2 separate regions of the Anser cygnoides genome follow, and region 1 is linked to region 2. Evidence: chromatin contacts called from public Hi-C data. All regions are on one chromosome and are shown on one strand. Each heading gives the region's core, a stretch centred on a gene start, on an enhancer-like site or on the middle of the called end of the contact. The rest is flanking DNA. Distances are from core to core; before and after follow the strand shown. Region 1 holds the start of GORASP1 (golgi reassembly stacking protein 1). Region 2 has its middle 100 kb from the start of XIRP1.

Region 1 (4,979 bases), core at 2,134-4,633, 200 kb before region 2:
GGGATCACCTCCACCTCTCTTATTTTCATTGTTTTGATATTATACACCTCCAGCTTCACCGCTTTTTCAGCATTCGCCTTCAGCAGATCTTTCAACATATTGTTTTCTTTATTCTGTAGAGCACAGAGAGAGATACACGCTTAACATTTCTAATTGCACCCGTAACACAGACATCACACCTGTGGCAGAATTTAAATACTAAGAACCAAAACAGTCATTAGACTCTACATTTTACGATCAGACCCAGCAGTTCAATTTTCTATTATTAGAAAGATGTCAGTACTGTCAGCTCATGTTCCTCTATGTAAGTAATTACAGCTATTCAGTTTCATCACTCACTTTCCTTTTCTTCCTAACTGCTGCTGAGTAACAGGGATATTAAATCTTAACTACGTAATCAAAACAATAAACAGCAACACTTCATGCCTGATCCCAGTCCCTACTCCATACCCTTACTCCAACCCTTCAAAAAAATCACTGCAAATTGGCTGTGGAAGGACAGACTCTTTTGGAGCATCTTAGCAAACTACAATTCTGTAATGTCATCAGATTGACTGATCTTCCACCAAAATCTGCCATTACACTGAACATTTCCAGAAAGATACCTGCACTAATACACACTGAATTCAGCTTCCATGTAGCTCACAGCCAAAGCTGTGAGCCTTATTAACCAAAACAATACATTCAAGTTTACTCAACTCCTCTTTGATAACTCACCATACGGAACTGTGTTACCAGCCTTAAAGTATAAGCTAACAGGCCACGTGGCGGTTTTCTTCTCGTTAATGGTTCTTTTTCATATTTTATCAAATCCTGAAACAGGTTTGCTTAAACAAAGCAAGCTCTTACCATTGACTCACTAGTTCAGTAATCACCTTGTGGCAGAAAATATGCATGAATGAGTGATATCATAAATATAGTGTTAATCTGTTAAGAAGTTAAGGTGACTAAAGGCATAAATAAGACTCTTTCGTCAAATTTGTATCCAGCCAGAGAAAAGACTTTAAACACTACCAAGTTTTACTTCATCTTTTTAATACCATATCCATGTCCAATAGAACATGCGTTCTCTGTTCTGACAGCTTTGGCTTCTACCTTTCATAATTACAATAGCCATGCTTTATATAGGAAAGAAAAAAAAGAGAAAAGACTTACAAGCCTAGTGTGTCCTATTGCAATGATGAAATCAAAGAAAGGTTCCAGTCCTCCTTGTTGAGCTGGGGAGTTTTCCTGAACCTGCAAAGCATACAGTTTTTTATTACTATACATGGATCTGTGGTTACACTAAGTGACACAGTGTTAATCTTTACACTTGATTCAATATTTACTTTTGATTGAACCAGAAAAGAGATACCAAGTGACAGACCTTGGGAAGCAGTCCACGATTGTGAATTTATTTTTTATAGAACTAAGAACAACAGGTGGCCGAATTAAGCTGCCAAATATAGGTTTTGAACCCCACATAAGAAACAAGTATTGCGATTCAGAGCACACAGCGTGGAGTTATTAACTACTGAAGACTCTGGAGAAGGGCTCAGTTTTCCAAGAGCTGCTTGGGGATTTTCTTCCATGCTACTAATTGCCTGAGCTCTTGGAGAGCCCCCAGTTAAAGTGCTATTTTTTCATAAACACAACTTCAAGCACATTAGAATAGGAACACTTAGAAGAGTATGCTACAAATGCATGGCTAACAGAACTTGATATACGCAGAGTATATCTTTTAGAAGCATAGCAGCAAAGCAACTTAATGCTAAGGGAACCATTGCAAACATCCTAACGCTGCTTTACTGTTCGTGAACACCAAAGTACAGCCCGTAACCTGCAATATATTTGAGTCCTGAAAGCCATCCCGTGCTTTCAGTGGCTAAGTTATAACCCACACATCATCTAAAATAAGAAGTTCAGAAGTTTCATTTACAAAGTTACAACTGCTACATTTTATAATTGGTCTCGTGCTACATCGTAAACCGTTTCACTATTAAATAGATAAAGCCGCATCTGTATTGGGGCTATTCCTCGCATAGCTGTCTATGTGGGTTAAAAAAAAAAAAAGTATTAGCATAGTTACTTCAGCAGAAACTTTAAAAGCGAAAATTCATGCTTTATTATCAAATAGTCAAGACAAGTGATGTTAACCACAATGGGTGAAGGAAGCATCAACTCTCACCACAACCATAAAGGGCATCAGTAGCAAATTGCCACATTACACTGAACCAAGCTACAAGGTTAAAAAAAAAAAAAAAAAAGTTCTGTCTGCACTCCAATTCTAAATAACATGCAAAAAGCTTTACAATGAAACTATCATATACCACAATGCCAAAGATTAAAATGTACACAAGAAGTCGTGGAAGTTATTACAGAGCTCGCGACACCTGTTCAGATGTCTGAGAGCCACGCAGATTCTCGTATGGAGCTGGGAGTTGCAAAAAAGCCTGCAGTGTTTTTGAAAACTAAATGACACCCTGGCAAAATTTGCATGAAATCCCTGGAGGAAAACCAAAACAAAACAAAACAACAAAAAAAAAAAAGGAGAAAGAAAAAGTAAAAAAAGAAAAAACAGACTGCCTCTTGCACACCATAGGTCACAAAATTCAACAATCATCGCTCAGTCAACAGACAACTAAGCAATATCGTGTATTTAACAGAAAAATGGGGGGAACATTTCGTGACCGATGGTCTTTTCTGACAGAGCTAAGTCAATGAAAGAGGCTGACAAAAGCAGAAGAAGGGAGCATACCGGTACCCCGAACACATCTTGCAACTCCGGGAAGCACAAACTGCTGATGGAGTGGGAAGCAGCACGTTTCTGCTGCTGTTTGGGGAAGAACAGCAGCGGCGCAAGGCAAGGACGGCTCATTTTGTCTTATTAAACAGCTGTTAACACGGCAGAGGCTACAGCAAACCCGCCGCCACACGTCCGGCCTGCGAGGAGCGGCCCCGGGTGCAGGGAACCCGGCGGGGAGCGAGGTAACGCTGCCGGTGAAGGAGCCCCGGAGCCTGTCAAAAAGTTTTGGGGCTCCCCAGTGGAAGCCGCCGGGCTGGGGGACCCCAGGACCTGCCGGCAGCCGCCGCTCCTCCCCTGCCGCCGTGGCGGCCGCCGACATGCCGCTCCCTCCCGGCCATCCCCCCTCATCCCCTCGGCCGCCGCCCCCTCACCCCGTGGACGTGGAAGCCCTCGGCGCCGCCGTCGGGGACCTCGGAGCTCGAGCCCAGCCCCATGCCCACCAGGACGGGCGGCGGCTCAAGAGTTGGCGGCGGGGAGCATCGCCCGGCCCCGCGGAGGCCTCGACGAGTGGGCGGCGGGGAGAGGCGGGCGGGCGGTGTGGGGCGGGACCGCCCCGCGCTAGGCTAGCGCCGCCGCTTCCCGCCCGGCCGCCATTTTGTTGGGGGCGGGCAGCGGCCGCGCCATGACGGGGCTGGGCTGGGGCTGGGCTGGGGCTCCCCGCCGCTGAGGGAGGAGCCCCGTGAGGGAGGGAGGGAAGGCAGGGATGGATTTGATTTTTATTCATTTATTTGTCTTTTTCTTCACGTACACTCGTAAATCTCTGAGAAATATAGTTGTCTGTTCTTCTCATTCTGACGGCTTTTTCGAAGTGATGCTCCTGTTCATAGAATCATTAAAGTTGGAAAAGCCCTCCAAGATCATCTGGTCCAACCATCCCCCTACCACCAATGTTACCCACTGAACCATGTCCCTAAGCACCAGGACCAACCTCTCTTTGAACACCCCCAGAATGGTGATGCCACCACCTCCCTGGGCAACCCGTTCCAATGTCTGACTGCTCTTTCTGAGAATGTTACAGTCAATAATGACATCATTATTTTTCATAGGACCACAGAATGTTTTGGGTTGGAAGGGACCTTAAGGATCACCCAGTGCCACCCCCTGCCATGGGCAGGGACCCCTCCCACCAGCCCAGGCTGCCCCCAGCCCCATCCAGCCTGGCCTTGGGCACTGCCAGGGATGGGGCAGCCACAGCTCCTCTGGGCAGCCTGGGACAGGGCCTCACTGCCCTCTGAGTAAAGAATTTCCTCCTTACATCTAATTAAATCTAAATCTCCCCACTTCTAGTTCAAAACCATTGCCCCTTCTCCTATCACTACGCTGATAATGTGTTTTACCAACACACACTTTACACATTTCAAAAGAGAAAGTGTTTCTGTTCTGTTCCTCCCTGTAGGCATATATTATCTACTATGCTCAAGAAATGTATTTCCACTAGCTGAGGCAATTTGCAGACTTGGAACTGAAGAAGCAAATCAATGATCCAGTGCTGCTGATTTTCAAGGCCTATGGAGCCTTGTGTTTAGGTAATTATTAAGAAGTGGTGATATTTCCCTTCCCCTTGAAATTTCATATCTGTTCCACTCTGCTTTACTAAGGATGAATTCTTCTGATTCTGCCTTTTAGTCTTAATCTTCAGTAACAGAAGAGTTCTGAAAGTTTTCAGAGTAATAGTAGTAATTTGAAGCAATACTATATTAATATAGTTAAAGTGTCAGCTATATTTCCTCCATGAGTACTTTCATTTCAGTATAAAAGCATCCATTTTGGTTAAACTAATTGGTACTTACTGCTTGAACCTCTGAGATGTCATTTTTCCAAAGGATCTATCCACATTATTCCTGTGGTTCAAGTGCGATGCATAAAGACAGAGCAATAAAAAAGCTGTTTCCTCCATCCCTTGCCTTTTCTTCCAAGTGAAGCTCTTAAATTCCCCATCACTTCAATAGCTATTTATGTTCAAAAGCCATACATACTGGCTTATCCTGACCAGGATATTCTTAGGAGCCTTTTTAAGGTCACTTTTTCCTCTGTAATTTCCAATGTGGGATTGCAGATCTGTGCATTATATTCATTGAGCATGTGGTAGAAGTGCATGCAAATATTCAGAAAAAAATAAATTTGTCTTAAACATTTTTTCTGTGTTTCCTGCTACACACCTACACACATTTGGGAACCTTATTACACAACTATA
Region 2 (4,728 bases), core at 1,365-3,864:
CAGGGAGAGGTGCAGGTGGTTGGGGAGAAGGGGCAGCTACTGTGAGACAAAACCTTTGTACCTGGATCAGGTGCTCCTTGGGGCAGGGAGGTCTCGTGCATCCCTTCTGCAGTACCTACAGGAGGTAATTCCCCAGGTTGAGTTGTTATCACACAGCAAACGCAAATGAAATCCTGGACCACGGTGGCTCTGTTAATATTAATGCTGCCAATGTTACCGCTAAAAGCACCAGTGCCCCTGCCTGTGCCTCCACACACACCCACAGCAGGCTTCTGAAACCAAGGAGTGTCAGATTTTAGTGTAAATTTTGAGGTGTTAAGCCTTGCAAAACAGTCTGCTTTCAAATCTTTCCTAGCAACCATCAGGATCACAGATTTTCAAAAGGGAAGGTGAAAATTCAAGAAAACCCAGGAACGGGGGCAAAACCCCACAGGGATGGCGTGACTCATGCAGGAGGCCTGGCAGCGTGGCGCAGCTCTGCCTCTCATCCTGGTGGGAGAAGAGCAGCCCCACAGGCTCAGAGAGCCCGAAGTGATCTCTGCAAGGCACTCACCTCCTTTCGCCAGACTTCATGGCTTCAACCACAAATACTTGCTGCAATGTGGGAATTGCAGCTCTCACCTGTGGTGCAACCAAGGCACTTTTCAAGCCCTGGTCCTGCTCCATCGCAGGGACACATTAAGGCACAGATCAGCTGGGAGTTGAGTTTGGACTGTCTTTGAAAGGTGAAGATTCATCCTGAGTAATTAATGTTGCTTTGAGGGCAGATGTCTGATGAAACCAATTTCCACAGTAGGCAGTTTGGTCCAAACTGAGACACGCAAGTTTTAACAAATGGATGGCAAAGTGGCTGCTCCCTGTCTCCCCGGGCTGGATGCTGAGGAGTTGGGTACCAGACTCCCACAATCTAGGTGCTATCCTGCCACTGGGGGGGACAAGAAGTCCCTAAACGTTGCTCACTAAAAGCTCAGAGGAACTTTTTGTGGGAGGAGTGGTGCATATGTTCCATTTCTCATAGCTTTCTTGAAGTTACCAGCCATGCCACGACAGGGTGTTACATGCCCAGAGAGATCCAACGTGGTAATTCGCATGGCCTTTTGTTCACAGAAGCCTGTGAGCCATGCATGTGAGAGCTCACCCGCTTTGGAATACTTCTTACCACTGGGCTGGGAACAAGAAAGCCCAAAGAGTCTCCCAGCTCCTCAGTTCTCGTCCTCCCAGGCACCCAGGAAACGATATTAGAAATAATGAGCTCATCTTTTGGGTGACCTCAAATATTTCACTGTTGAATATCAGGTAATCCTCTGATGGGTGTCCCACCTGCCTCCCAAAATACATCCCCCAGATGCTTGCACATCTGGGGAGCAATGTCCACCTTCAGCATCCACATGGATCCCATTTCCCTCACCCTTCTGTCAGCAGAATGGCAACAGGTTGGGAGCAGTAAGGCCAAGGAACGTGACAGCTCTTGATCTGAGCTGCAACAAGTAAATCTTGGACAGCTCTGGGGTTGACCTCACTGTAAGCTGGATGCATAAAAAGTACTGAGATGGATGAGGGCAAATTTAAAGCTCAACTTGTCAAAACTAGGCACCCAACTAACTCAGCTGCATGCAGAAAGCATCGAGGTGATGGTTTTTGTTATTTCAACCCATATTGGTTATTTTTTGTCCCACTTCTCTATTAAGTGCCACACCCCCGTCAAAGTCTGCTGAGTCTTATTTATTATTTCATAGGACAAATTCACAGTTTTTGGACCAAGTGATCATGTAGAGGAAAGGGCAGGGTCACAGAGGGACTTTGCTGTATCAGAAGACTCTTAGAAATCACTCCTTGAGCTGATTTTCCCAAAACTACCTTGATATCTCTTTGAAGAGGTGAACCAGCAGGATATTTCTTACAGTGTTTCCTTATTCATGGTCTGGGGGCCTGAATAATATCAGGGAGACTCCAGGGCCTCACCTGGAAATATGTCTTTTTTTTTTTTTTTTAACCCTGTTATATATTCCAGCATCATCCCCCTTGGAGGATGAGAACTGCCACAATTTTCTCACATATCATCATGTCATTATGCCACACTAAGAGCCTGGACCATAACTGTAAGTCCTCTGCTGGGAATTGCCTCAAATCCTGTTTTCTGCAGAAGTGATGCAGGAGGAAGCAAGGATGCCCAGTGTTAAATGTAGGCTATGGGAGGCTCCCATGTGAGAACAGACTGAAAGGATTTGGGTTCTTCCTCTGAAATGAAAGATTTCTGTGAGAATATGATATTAGAGCTTGTAAAACCGTGAATAGGGAGGGAAAGATGTATATTGAACAATTATACCCAGGACTACTTGGAAAATTTGCAATTAAGCACATTTTAGACATAAAATGAAATGTTTTCCCAAGTGCATGGAATTCACCCTTGGAACTCATCGCCAAGACTCTCAGCAGAAATTCAGATCTTTAGGGGGGGTATATCAATTAACATCTACTGATCACCATCTTCATGAGTCCTAAACCGCTGGCAACAGCAAAGGAGGGCTTTGGGGACAGCCTGGGGACAGGACATGGTGGCCTCTGCCGGCTTCACCGCCACCCCAGCGAGGTACGCCGTGCTAGCTGCAGCTCACTGTGTACTTTTGCGAGGATCCCTGGAGCAGCAGAAGTTGGTACTAAAGTTCAGCTGTAACAGGAGCTTTGTTTAGCGGTGCTGGGACCAGAAGGTCAGCAGCAGCTGCTCTGCCAGGCTTTAACGCTTTGTTCACCTCCGCGCGCTCGCCCGTGCAGAATTTCCTGTTCCCTGGGCAGTGCAAGGAAGAACCTTCTGTTATTTTGTTAGCCCTATTATTCACCAACTTTTAACGCCGAAATGCCGACCCGCGTGCGGCTCCGTTGTGCTGTAAGACAGCAGCCAGCAGCAGTTCCTCGCTGCTTTTTCCCAAGCAACCAGGAAATTTCACAGCTTGTATTTTTGCAAAGTGCTGTTCAAATGATGGCAGCTCTTGAGAGCCACGGGGATGCACCACTGTCAGGATATTTAAATCAGGGCAAACTTCAAGTACCAGAATAAAGGTTCACATTGCAGGAGATAAGTGTAGCTATGCAGAGCACTCAGCTGCTATTTTGCAGCCCAGATCCCACCTAATTTTTTTTTCTTTTTGAGAAACTGCAGGGCAGAGGAGTTCATGTGTTAACCTGGCAGAAACTGGGGAGAGCTCAGAGGTGATTACAAATGAACAGACAGCCCTCTAGGAGGCCATTTTGCGAGGTGGTTTGAGCACATGATGGACAGCAAGGTCCTCCCTGACTTCCAGCCCCGATTCAGGGCACGATCCTGGCTGCAGATGCCAGCAGGGTGGGCACGAGTCCCTTTTCCAGTCCTGAGGACGTGTGGTGCAGGAGCACCGCTTGCGTCTATGCCACTGATGTCATCTATGCCACAGATGTCTTGTCCTTCAAAACAGACGTGTGACCATGTCCCTGTGACAACTCCCACACTGTGCCTGGGCATCACCTGGGAAATGCCAGCACATCCGTGCTGTGCTCACTGCCTAATAGTACAGACACCCTTGTGCTGCTGGGGGGGACCTTTATATTTCACCATTGAGTTGAGGTGGTGCACGTACCCTCTGGCTGCTCTCAAACCCAAATTTCTCCTCCCAGCCTGGTAGCACACGTGTTTCCAGCAGCTCCTGAGAGGCCAACCCAGCCCTGCTCCAACACACGTGCCAAAGCCTCTGTAGTTCTGATCCCCCCTGGCAGAGACATCCCCGAGTGTGGCAGCACGCCACGTCCTGTGCGTACAGCCAAGGCATCTCGGAGGAGATAAAACTACAGCAAACCCCAGTGGCTCCCCGTGCTTTTACCCACCCAGCCAGGCCATCACCACGTGTCTCCCCCCGCTGAGCTGCCCTCCAGGTCATCCTGTCTCATATCACAGCTCTCCAGCAGCCCCTGCCTGATGGCTCAGCAACAGCCCCAGGAGTTACAGTCCTAAATTATACTGCTTTGTTACGGTTATAGTCTTTTATTCTCCAGGCTCTTCTCTGAACAGCCGTGACACTTTGACCAGAAACCTCAAAGGACTCCAGCTACTTAGAATTTGCCTCTCCTCTTCACTAGGGTTTGCTGGTGTGAGACTTCCCTGTGGATTTGCTGTTTATTCTTCCCACAGCACCTTATCAAGCTGGATCAGCATGTTCAGATGAGAGCATTGTAATGTTGGCTACGTCACATCCAGGGTTCCTCAAATCCCAGCTCGGCACTACTCACTGCCATCTCCTGTGTCAGGTCTTGGACCTCTGTGCTATTTTGTAAAGTGCTGGAGGACTCTTTGTGCTGTTTCATAATTGGATCATAGCAATCTTTGGCAGAGTTGACCCTTTACTTTGAAGGTGATACCTGATGATATCCCACAGGGGCTTGTGGATTATGGGCCATGCTTACCTGGTATCATGCAAAGACTCCTTCTGCAGATCACCAGTCCTCCTACTTACAATTACATGAGAGAAAAGCCCTTCCTGTGCATGGATGTTTTGGCAGCTTTATTTCTATCTAGATTCCTATGAAGAAAATTTATCAGACCAGCCTTCCCCAAATCAATATATTAGAAGAAATAGGTGCAGTAAAGCTGGATAACAGGGGAACAGCAACCTACCAACCTGGAGATGCTCAAGTAACATGACACAGCCATGGGCACGTGGTCCATACTTGCCTGTACCACAGCAAGTCTCCATCTGCACG

Evidence for each region. Hi-C and Micro-C count contacts between places; a contact is called where the count stands out from the background.
Region 1: a contact with region 2 is called in a Hi-C map of liver, with 8 times the contacts expected there. The contact joins the promoter of GORASP1 here to the enhancer-like site in region 2. A contact is called at or near these places in 2 of 7 Hi-C or Micro-C datasets (both in liver).

Annotation. Positions count from the first base shown.
Region 1 is chr2:6,108,518-6,113,496 of Taihu_goose_T2T_genome, reverse strand. It overlaps GORASP1 (golgi reassembly stacking protein 1), which reads right to left and starts at 3,383. Exons shown (of 9, transcript XM_048062393.2): 1 at 3,157-3,383; 2 at 1,156-1,236; 3 at 1-113. The coding sequence starts at 3,219. LOC106036814 (a long non-coding RNA gene) reads left to right here and starts at 4,200. Exons shown (of 3, transcript XR_010829044.1): 1 at 4,200-4,311.
Region 2 is chr2:5,909,442-5,914,169 of Taihu_goose_T2T_genome, reverse strand. No RefSeq gene overlaps it. Among named protein-coding and RNA genes, the nearest start is that of XIRP1, 100 kb to the right of the region's middle. Within about 2 kb of position 2,614, at least 3 of the 3 cell types and tissues checked have open chromatin away from gene starts, as enhancers often do. A contact at or near this core is called in liver, where this site is marked.